Linked DNA regions of Sus scrofa: region 1 is linked to region 2. Evidence: chromatin contacts called from public HiChIP or PLAC-seq data. All regions are on one chromosome and are shown on one strand. The core of a region is the stretch at or near the end of the contact, and the rest is flanking DNA. Distances in the headings are between cores, read along the strand shown. Region 1 overlaps ERI1 (3'-5' exoribonuclease 1). Region 2 overlaps TNKS (tankyrase-1).

Region 1 (5,852 bases), core at 743-3,242, 530 kb before region 2:
AAACGAATCCAACTAGGAACCATGCGGGTTCTATCCCTGGCCTCGATCAGTGGGTTAAGGATCCTGTGTTGCCATGAGCTGTGGTGTACGTTGCGGATGAGGCTCGGATCTGGTATTGCTGTGGCTGTGGCATAGGCCAGCAGCTACATGTCCGATTAGACCTCTAGCCTGGGAACCTCCATGTGCTGCAGGTGAGGCCCTAAAAAGACAAAGGACAAAAATAAATAAACAAACTTAGGAGCTGAATTGTTGAGTTACAGGATATGTACCACATTGACATTACATGATAATGCAAAAGTAGTTTTCCAAAGTGGTTGTACCAATTTATACTCTCACAAGAAGTGTCTATGAGTTTACAATTGCTCCATGTTTTTGTCAGCATCTGGTATTACCATACATTTGAAATGTTTGTAGATGTATGTATATTGCCATCTCATTGAGGTTCTAATTTGCATTTGTCTAATTATGCATGAAATTGAGGTCTTTTCCCTATGATTATTAGTCATTTGGATTTCTTCTATTCATAGGATAGGTTGTGTGTTTCTAGGAATAGTCCATTTCAAGTTATTCAGTGTGTTAGAAAAGGTACTTTTAGAAGTGCATTTTCTGGATGATGTTTAGTGGAAGGCTCAGGATGCATTGGCAGTATTGCAGCTTAGGATAATCGTTGATGTTTATCTTGGTGCTTTTATGTCATTTGCTCTGTGATTCTCCCAGTAGCCCAGTGAGTAAACAGTATAACTATTACTGTCATTTTACAGTGGCTCTAAGATGCATAGGTGACAAAGCCAGCTATATACAACCACATCATGTCAAACTTATCAAATTTTCTTCCTGGTAGGGATATACAGAAGACAAAGTAGTGGTTCTCAAAAGTGGAGGACATGTTGGAATTTGGGGAGTGTCTGAGATTTTTATATTTATCAAAATGGAGCAAGTATTTAAATAGGTCTAAAATAGCATATGTTCTCTTTCATTCTGGACCTTTATTACCTTTAGTCATCTAGAAAAGCCAGATATTCTTTCACTGTATCTAAGGAGTCAGTCAAGTAAAATAATACATTATGGAAAAATGCCATTCAAAAGAATTAGTTTGGGTTAAAATGGTAGATGTTCAGAACAATCATTTCTTTTCATAAATTATTCATTAAATTACAAAACTGTAGACTTTTTAGATGTCTTAAGGATTCCATCTGTGTTGTGTATTTTTATCTAAAATTCTTTTTTTTTTTTTTTGTCTTTTCTAGGGCTGCTTCCCGCAGCATATGGAGGTTCCCAGGCTAGGGGTCTAATCGGAGCTGTAGCTGCCAGCCTATGCCACAGCCACAGCAACGCCAGATCCAAGCCATGTCTGCGACCTACACCACGGCTCATGGCATCGCCGGTTCCTTAACCCACTGAGCGAGGCTAGGGATCGAACCTGCAACCTCATGGTTCCTAGTCGGGTTTGTTAACCACTGCGCCACGATGGGAACTCCTTTTTTTTTTTTTTTTTTTTTGGTAAAATTCTAATGTATTTTTAAAAAGCTCTGAGAAATAGCAACAACAACAACAACAACAAAAAAGACAAAAGACAAAAAAAAAAAAAAAAAAAAAAAAGCTCTGAAGGTTTGCTCTTTATTTGCTTCATTTAACCCAGAGTGTTTGTCCTTTGCCTAACTTTATTTAGCTATTACTATTAATTTGCAACTTCTTTTTCCACTTCACAGTGACATGCAGAATAGTATCGAATTATTTTCTAAGCTGTTTGTTTATTTTTCAGGTTCCTAGAAGCCAAACCAAGCTAACAATAATGCTTGAAAAACTCGGAATGGATTATGATGGGCGACCTCACAGTGGTCTTGATGACTCTAAGAACATTGCCCGAATAGCTGTTCGAATGCTTCAGGATGGGTGTGAACTCCGGGTTAATGAGAAAATGCATGCAGGACAGCTAATGAGTGTGTCCTCTTCGCTACCAATAGAGGGCACCCCAGCTCCACAAATGCCCCATTCCAGAAAATAACAGCACTTTTGCTCTTTTGCCCGTGGATCATTCACTCTAACTGGAGCTGCTACCAAAGAGGTAGCAGATGAATACTTATTGAATTAGTCCTGCAGTGCAAAACTTAAGCACCTTAAACATTTAAAATCTTATTTCAGTTATAGATAGATGCATATATATGTGAACAGTTCTGTGGGGAGGGCATATTGAATTTTTTGTCATCAGCACTTTTGATATGAGCAGTATTTGTTACACAGTAGCAGTTCCTGCTTAGAACTGAATTTGTAATTTAAGGTGTCCAAGATGTGTTCTTTTTGGTTTTAAAATGTTGGCTCTCCCCTTGAATGTCATTTCTTATTGATGTTAAAATATGTAAAATGTATTTCTACATTAACAGCATTAGATCAGATTATTTCTTAAAATACAGAAAAGATGGGAAAGATAGGCCCTATATAGCCTTTGGTTTTTAAGAGTATCATAGTCTTTTTGGTTTTTGGAGTTTCTTTGTGAAGGTCAGCTGCGAGTGGTGAATTTCATAAAGTACTTGGTACACATATCTGCCTGTGGGTTTTTTTTTTCATAATTGAAAGACCTGTGATAGATTATAGGATCTCATTAGAAATGCAGGTACTCATGAGGTTAATAGAAAGTCAAAAGAAAATACCATCTAAGGAAATGTAAAGGCTACAGCTTAAACTTTATAATGTATAAATAAATCATTGGGGGTTTTTGGATTAGTGGGGTTTTTTATTTTATTGTTGTTCCCCTTCCTCTTAGGTCATATATCTGTCCTAATTCTTAAATCTAAGAGACCACGTTTCGAGTTAGACTTAATTTTTGTATTTGTAATGAACATTAAGAGTGAGGCTAATAAAGTCAATGTTTTTTTTTAAACTATATCTTATATTTTATTATTATAAATTGATTTTACATAGTGAGTGACCACAAAATGTTGAATAGTTAATTCTTAACTAATTCTGAGAACAAAAGTTGTTTATGGAATTTAGAAAGTAAAATTCTCCTTACCTAGAAGCTAAAAATGCATATCTTTGGAACTAGATTTCCCCCTGTAGCTTTCTTGGAACAATTTCATTGGCATTGTTTCTTATCATTTACTTTCTAATAATAATTGTGATGTGGGGCACAGTCTTTAAGATATTAACCTGCTGTGGCCCCTTTTGCCTGGCAAAGCAATAAAGCTATCTTTTTCTCCTTAACCTCCCCTCCCCCCAAATTTGTGATGCTAGTTTTTTTTAATGGTTTATGCATTATAATCAAATGAATTGTATACGGTCTTCCAACACAGATGCATAGGATAAAAGTAGGCATTTTTCTTGGTATGAGAATTCTCCACACAGTGCTATAGGCTTTTTGCTTGAAAGAGTGAATTTCTGCTGTTAAGCAACAGTTGTAGAATCAGCATCATAATGAATAACAAGTGGATAACAGAAGGTACAAGAATATACAATGCCCTTAGACAAACTTAGATACAGATTATAGTAAAACCAGGAAATCTAGATGTTTTAGGTTTACACAATAAACTCTAGGGGTGAAGTGGATATAGGCTGAAGATTTTTGTGACTCTCTAATAGCATAGTACGATATACCATAAAGTATTACTTGACATTTTAAAGCAGGTCCTTTAAATTCTGAGTTACTGTGCCAGGGCCAAGTAGTAGAGAACAACAAATCATTACCAAGGTGTGGATCCACTCACACTCCTTGGGGGATTTTTCCACATAGCTTTCTTACCATAGAATTCAAATTCATGCTGCAGCTTCCAGAGCTACTCACAATAGCAAAAAATTGCAATATTACAATTTTACAAATGGGAATATTACATTGCCCTCTTCCTTTGTTTTTAAGTTAAGCTGCTAATCTTTTTGCCTATTTTTCTTGTTGCCAAGTACCAACAAGCTCGTTTTATATGTCTTTTTAAGATCTTCAACATTATAAGCGTTCATTATCCTCTTGGCTCAACCAAATGTCTTGTGATGCTTTACTGTACTAATTTTTTTAAACTTTACTGAGGAATAATTAGCAGATATGTATATATTTAAGTATAAATGTGATAATTTGATAGATATCGTGGAATGGTACCAAGGTCAAGATAATTAACACATCACCTCATGTAGTTAGCTGCTTCTTTTTTTTTTTTGTTTGTTTGTTTTTGTTTGATGGTCAGAATGCTTGAGGTCTACTCTCGGCAGCTTTCAGGTATACAGTACCAAATTAACTATAGTCACAATACTGTACATTACATTCTCAGAGATTATTCATTGTAAAACTGAAAATGTGTATCCTTTGACCTACATTGCCCCATTTCTACCATCCCCACCCTTTGGCAACAGATGTTCTATTGTTTCTGTGAAATTGCTTTTTTTTTCTTTTTCCTCTAGATTCCACATGTAAGTGATACCATACAGTATTTGTTTTCTTCATCTGGCTTATTTCATTTACACCTCCAGGTTCATCCACATTGTCACAAATGGTAGGATATCCTTCATTTTTTTATGGCTAAATAAATTCCTCTGTGTGTGTGTGTGTGTGTGTACCATTTTTGTTTGTTTCAGGGTATAAAAGTACTCTTTTGAGAGTTCATTTTTGACTTCTCCTTTGACCCATTAGTTAGCTCAGAAGTGTGTTGTGTAATTTCCACATATTTATGAACTTTCTTCCTTTCCTTTTATCGATTTCTAGTTTTATATGATTGCAGTTAGAAAAGATAATTGATGTGGTTTCTGTTGTCTTAAATTTGTTGTGATTTATTTTGTGACCTCACATATGATCTATCCTAAGAATGTTCCTTGTGTGCTTGAGAAGAATATGTACAGTTATACCTCAGAGATGTTGTAGGTTTGGTTCCAGACCACTACAATAAAGTGATTATGATAAAGTGAGTCACATGAATTTTTTGGTGTATTAACATTATACTGTAGTTTAGTGTGCAGTAGCATTATGTCTAAAAAATGTACATACCTTAATTAAAAAATACTTTCATTGGAGTTCCCGTCATGGCTCAGTGGAAATGAATCTGACTAGTATCCATGAGGACACAGGTTCGATTCCTGGGACTTGCTTAGTAGGTTAAGGATCTGGCATTGCTGTGGTTGTGGTGTAGGCTGGCAGCTGCAGCTCTGATTCAGCCCCTAGCCTGGGAACCTCCATATGCCATGGGTGCAGCCCTAAAAAAAACTTTTATTAAAGCTAAAAAATTCTAACGTCATCTGAGCCTTCAGTGAGTTGTAATTTTTTTTGCTAGTGGAGGATCCTTCCTTGATGTTGATGGCTGCTGACTGATCAGGGTGGTAGTTGGTGAAGGTTAAAGTGGCTGTGACAGTTTCTTAAGACAGCAATGAAAGTTTGCCACATTGATTGACTCCTGTTTTCACAATTTCGCCATAGCATGCAGTCCTGTTTGGTAGCATTTTATCTACCTTTCAAAACTGGAATCAGTCCTCTCAAACCCTGTCACTGCTTTATCAGCTAATTGTAATACTCTAAATCCTTATTGTCATTTCAACAATCTTCATGGCATTTTCAACAGGAGTAGATTCTGTCTCAAGAAACCACTTTCTTTGCTCATCTGTACAAAGCAGCTTCTCATCCATTGGTTTTCATCATGAGGTTTCAGCAATTCATTCACATCTTTAGGCTCCATTTCTGATTCTAGTTTTCTTGCTATTTCCACTACGTCTGCAGTTACTTCCTCCACTGAAGTCTTGAACCCTTCAAAGTTATCTTTGGGAGTTGGAATAAACTTCTTACAAATTTCTGTGAATGTTGCTACTTTGACCTGTTCCCATGAATTTTTAATGTTCTTTTTTTTTTGTCTTTTTGCCTTTTCTAGGGCCACTTCTGTGGCATA
Region 2 (5,546 bases), core at 2,160-4,659:
CAGGTTCTTCCTGAGGAAAAGCAGATGTTGGGTATGGGGGGATTAATGGTGATACACTCACTCATCTGCTTACTTCAGCATGTTCCAACGTATTGTATTTTACATGTGCACACACAAGTAGATTTATGGATACTATCCTACACGATACAATCTTGATCAGTACCAGTGCTGATAATCGGAGGGAATGAACATGACAGTCTTACAACATGAAATGGTTATCTGACTATTAGTATTTTCAGAAATTGACCTACTTAGTTGTTGGGCCTTTTTTTTTTTTTTTAAATGAAAATAAGGGGGTTCAAAATTCACTAATAGTTCTACAGTGACAAGTGATTATTACTTGTATGTAGGTACATTAAAAAAATAAATAAATGTAATCAGAACCTTAAAGGTAAGTTATAAGAGTTCTCTTGTAATACAGGAGGTTAAGGATCTGGCATTGTCACTGCAGTGGCTTGGGTCATTGCTATGGCGCAGGTTCAGTCCCTGGCCTGGGAAAGTCTGTATGCCATGGGTGCAGCCAATACAAACAAATAAGCATTTTAATGTTAATACCTCATAATAAGTTTGCAAGAATCAAATAGATGCAATTTCACTAGCAGAATCCAGTTAAAACCTTAACATAATTAGTAAGTTACATTAAGAATGAGCCTTGTGGAGTTCCCGTCGTGGTGCAGTGGTTAACGAATCCGACTAGAAACCATGAGGTTGCGGGTTCGGTCCCTGCCCTTGCTCAGTGGGTTGACGATCCGGCGTTGCCGTGAGCTGTTGTGTAGGTTGCAGACGCGGCTCGGATCCTGCGTTGCTGAGGCTCTGGCGTAGGCCGGTGGCTACAGCTCCGATTCGACCCCTAGCCTGGGAACCTCCATATGCCGCGGGAGCGGCCCAAGAAATAGCAAAAAAGACAAAAAAAAAAAATGAGCCTTGTGATTTAGAAGGCTTTGCTAACAATGCACTAGTCAAGGGGCTAGATCACAATTTTTATAAAATTTTTGTAAGGTTTTTTTTAATTGGGCCAAAAGATATTTTGTACCACTGGTAATTAAAAGATGTTTAAGTATTTGTTTCATCTCTTTCCCAACCCTTGTAATTTCTTATGTATAACTTTTATCTATATTGATTATATATTAGTTTAACACTGCTTGGTTATAATTTACAAATGAGCATAATGTACATTGAGAGGGTTTTCAAAGCATTTTTTTACTCCTAAGGTGCAGGATCCAAAAATTTGGATATCCTTACTTTGAAAGGACAATTGATGATTTTAATTAAACAATCAGGATGAGCTGGAATAAAAGGAACAGAGTTCTACAGATTTATTACATATTTTGAGGGTACAGCTACTGCATTGTTATATAAATAATGTCTAGTTGCTCTGTCAAGCAAGAAATAATAAGCTAAGTGGGCTCTCTGCTACACTTAAGAGCATCATATGTTTATCGTTGACCTATTTTTTTTAAATATCTTATGGCATTTATAATGTTCTTGAACAACCATGAATAATGCCCTTCATTTTGGGAAAGTATCCATTTGTTGTCTCCCATGAGTCATTTTATTTCATGAAGGTTCAATGAAAAATAACATTATTTTATATAACCTGTCCTAGTCAGCATTACTCTAGCTCTTTGGTTCTAAATCTTTTTCTGCCCTTCCTGTTCACAGTACATTCTCATCAGTAACGTCGCAGTTCATCAATGGGGCATGTATAATTTTAAACACCCTGCCAGTGAATAGAATGACTTTTAGATGCGATCAGGTGTGTTCAGGGTGGTATGGCCATAGACTAGAATGACTTTTGAACTACTATATCTTCCCTAGTCCTTTCACTACATTCAAATTGAGAACTCCCGCGATTAGGTAATTTAAAATGGGAAAAAAATGTATTTAATCAGATGCCAATACCAATCCCAGTTTCCAATTTCCATCTTCCCATTCACTCATTCCCTGGTTCCAAGGCAGACCGCTCTCCCCCAGGGTTGGTTTATCTGGTGACTGACAAATGCATTAATAAAATCTTGCTGTACAAATCCAACTTAGCACCTGTTGGGGCCTAGTGGTTGCTTGCCTAGTGTTCTTTCTGGGGAACTTAATGGTTTCAGTTTCATTTTTGAATGACTCCTCGTTTCCGTTTGATTCTAAAAGCACCTTTTGAACAAGAAGCACCACCCTTGAGTTAGGATTCAGCCCTCTTACTCTGCTTCCACCATTCTGCTATCTTTCCCCTCCTCGTGATGAATCTAGTTCTCAAGCTAAGACTGTTAAATTAGAAAAGGCAGAGAATTTGGTAGGGAGATCTGATACCATTAGCTAATTTGTCTTACTTAGATGGTTAGAACTTAGTAGTATTTATATAAGCCAAAACATTCTTTTGTGTAAAGTTTGTTGATAAGTACATAGTTCATGTTCATTGTTATGTTAAATTAAGCGTATTGTGTATATAACATGGATAGGTATACTTTTCAGTTTAGAATCCTCCACTTTCTAGTTGTATGACCTTTATAGTTTATTTTAATTCACTGACTCAGCATTGAGAGGTAAAATAATAAAGATTGTTTGCTGAATACTATGGGAAATACCAATTTAGAAGTTAATGCAGTTATTAACCCAAAGCTAATCCTGAACCAATTTAGTGGCAGTAATGAAATAGGAAGAGAAAGACGAAAGCCATTTATGAGAAAATAATTATATTCCTTGGAAATGAACTGGGTGTTAGAATGGACTTAGAAAATGGTGGTACAGTTAAGGAAGTGAGAAAGCTAGAAAGAAATACTGGTTTCCTATGACTTAGTAATGATGTTATACTTGTAGCTGACATGAAAGAGTGACATTTGGATAAAACTGGCTGTTGGAAGTATGGCACTTGAGTATGAAAGAGAGTTTAGGATTAGAAAGGTCTGTTGGGAAGCCATTGACATAGTGATCATACATTGTGGCAGCGAGGAAGGTTCCTGGTAGAGAATATGGAGAGAGGAGAGTTAAGAAAAGAACCTTTGAGGATTACTCCTGTTTTTGGAACAGTTAGTGGGAAAAGGAAACTGAAAGGCCTTTCACAATGTCCATTGAGTGCAATGGGAGTATGAAGAAGGAATGGGTGATTAGTGCCACAGAGAGACATCAAGGGAGACAATCCGTTTAATTTTGCAATTTTCACATAAGGGCTTTGGGAGCTTTTGAAGGAGGGATTCCAAATATACAGATATAGAGAATTTTATTAGTTAAGATCTTGGCAGTAAACAGCACACTCAGAGTGGGTGATTTGAGGAAGGTTTATTTCATAAAGGAATTATGTACAAAAGTGTAAGCAAGGTTTAAGGAAATCAGCAACGGATGAGGTAATACCAGCAGCTAATGGGGAGCTATCATCATCCCTGGGCATGATGGGCCAAGGAACGGGGAAGCTGTATGGAGAAGGCCACCTGACAGCGTTTGGAGCCTTTGATAAAAAGGGTGTGTCCAATCTATTACTCCTCACTCTTCTCCTTCCCAGCAGTCCTCTTGTCATCACTTCACACTGGCCAAGTACAACAAAAAGTTAAAGACGAGAGTCCATTGATGTGATACATACAAGTGACTTTCCTAGGACACAGAGCAGGGTGGAGGATGGATATGAATCCAGAGAGGCAAGCAGGCAATATTCAGCAAAAGGGTAAAAAACAGATGACTAGAGTAAGGAAAGGATGGTTATGAAAAACAATCTCTACCAACTCCCTGCTTTGCAAGATAATGTAAAGCCTAAATGGGAGAGACATGAAGATTTTATCCTTTTTTATTGTTAGTCTCCCTTGGCATTCTGCATTCTGTTACCACTGCCTTGTCTGCTACCATTATTAAATAGAACTTAAGCCCTAATACTAATTACATATAGTATTATTAATACCTAGAAACAAAAGGTTTAATTCAGAGGTGCTTTTATTTTCATACATGAAAACACTGCTGTTTTGTCATTAGTGAACATCTGTTAAATGTGTGGAACATGAAGAAATTTTCTTGATGTTCATATGTCTTAATTTGACAGATTTATTTATACTGTATGGAAGAAGAAATTGTGTCAATAGTAATTGGCATTTAATGGGCTTATTTCTCACATTGGGAGTGATCAAGAATCTTTGCTCACTTTGGAGAAATGTGTTAGCTTATTAAAAGGATTTTATTAATGCTCTTCTAGAGGTGGCTTGATAAGCAGATTCTGTTAGCCCAAAGGTGTTAAAGTGGCTTTTAAAGATATAGATCCAAAGTAGCTTTTATAGTTCATTTAATATCCAAGGTTTGATCATATCAAAATGAGGTCCAGAGGGGCCAGTGTCTCAGAGACATTTTAGTTACTGTTTAGTTACATCTACTGAATCTTCATTAGGCACAAGTGGAAATTTGTTTTAAACTTAGTTATATAAAAGTATGCTGATTACTTCTGTGGGAAAACATATGCTTAATCCCAAAGAAATAATCTGTAGGAATTAGAGCTGAAGTTCAGGAATTTGGAAACCGGTAGTCACCTTGGCTCACATTTTCTTTCTTCATCTGTCTCTTTCTCTTCTGAGATTGCATAGCTTTCTTTTCTCTGCCAGTCTTTGTTCATCTGCTTCATTCTTCTTTTTATACTGTATTTTTCTGTTTTACTTCTCTATGGCAGCCCCTGCTTGGTAAGTCTTTGGCTTAGAAATATACCATGTGCAGCTGCCATCTCTCCCAAGCCTCAGGGATGAGAAAGGGAGAGCAGGAATAAGACTTCAGTCTGTTCAGCACAGCCCTGGGCCTGGCCCCTCCAGACTAATCAGTTATGTTCAGTGAGTTATTTCTCTGACAGTTAAGGCATGTGGGCTAGGTGAGCAGCACCCCTTTAATAAAGCAAAGAAAGATATACCATTATAATGTAATATAGACCTCTTTTCAGAGAACTTGATTGTTCCTTTTAAAATTCCACATGAATGTTGAAGGTTTACAAATAGTAATATACTCAAGTTTGGCTAGTAAACATTAATCTAGTTTCATGTCGCTCAAATTACATTAAAATTTAACTTCTTAGACAAATTCTATACTCTGTGGTGGGTTCATAACACATTAAAGGATTAAAAACATATTAAAGTGAAATATTAATTACCATAGCAGAATTCCAGCTAGGGGAGTTCCCGTCGTGGCGCAGTGGTTAACAAATCCGACTAGGAACCATGAGGTTGCAGGTTCAGTCCCTGCCCTTGCTCAGTGGGTTAAGGATCCGGTGTTGCCGTGAGCTGTGGTGTAGGTTGCAGACGCGGCTCGGGTCCTGCGTTGCTGAGGCTCTGGCGTAGGCTGGTGGCTATGGCTCTGATTAGACCCCTAGCCTGGGAACCTCCAGATGCCGCAGGAGCGACCCAAGAAATAGCAAAAAAAAAAAAGAATTCCAGCTAGGAATTAAATTTGTGATCATTTTGTCTCTTTTATTCCTCAGAGGAGGTGCTTTTAACTATGTATATCTCACCATGGATTACAATGGCCTATAAATATATCTGTGAAAACTTTAGAGTCAAATTAAATTATGCTTTTATTACAGATAAAGTGAACCAGTTATT

The links. HiChIP or PLAC-seq counts read pairs in DNA pulled down with a chosen protein or histone mark.
Region 1: an H3K27ac HiChIP or PLAC-seq map of alveolar macrophages shows a contact between it and region 2. The contact joins two enhancer-like sites. A contact is called at or near these places in 1 of 47 Hi-C or Micro-C datasets (embryonic fibroblasts) and 1 of 2 datasets of contacts at active chromatin or transcription factors (alveolar macrophages).

Annotation. Positions count from the first base shown.
Region 1 is chr15:56,095,836-56,101,687 of Sscrofa11.1, reverse strand. ERI1 (3'-5' exoribonuclease 1) reads left to right here. Exons shown (of 7, transcript XM_021075032.1): 7 at 1,763-5,852. The coding sequence ends at 2,005. Among named protein-coding and RNA genes, the nearest start is that of ERI1, 25 kb to the left of the region's middle. Within about 2 kb of position 1,992, at least 5 of the 83 cell types and tissues checked have an H3K27ac peak or open chromatin away from gene starts, as enhancers often do. A contact at or near this core is called in alveolar macrophages, where this site is marked.
Region 2 is chr15:55,564,909-55,570,454 of Sscrofa11.1, reverse strand. All of the region lies in intron 11 of TNKS (tankyrase-1), which reads left to right. Among named protein-coding and RNA genes, the nearest start is that of DUSP4, 77 kb to the right of the region's middle. Within about 2 kb of position 3,409, at least 9 of the 83 cell types and tissues checked have an H3K27ac peak or open chromatin away from gene starts, as enhancers often do. A contact at or near this core is called in alveolar macrophages, where this site is marked.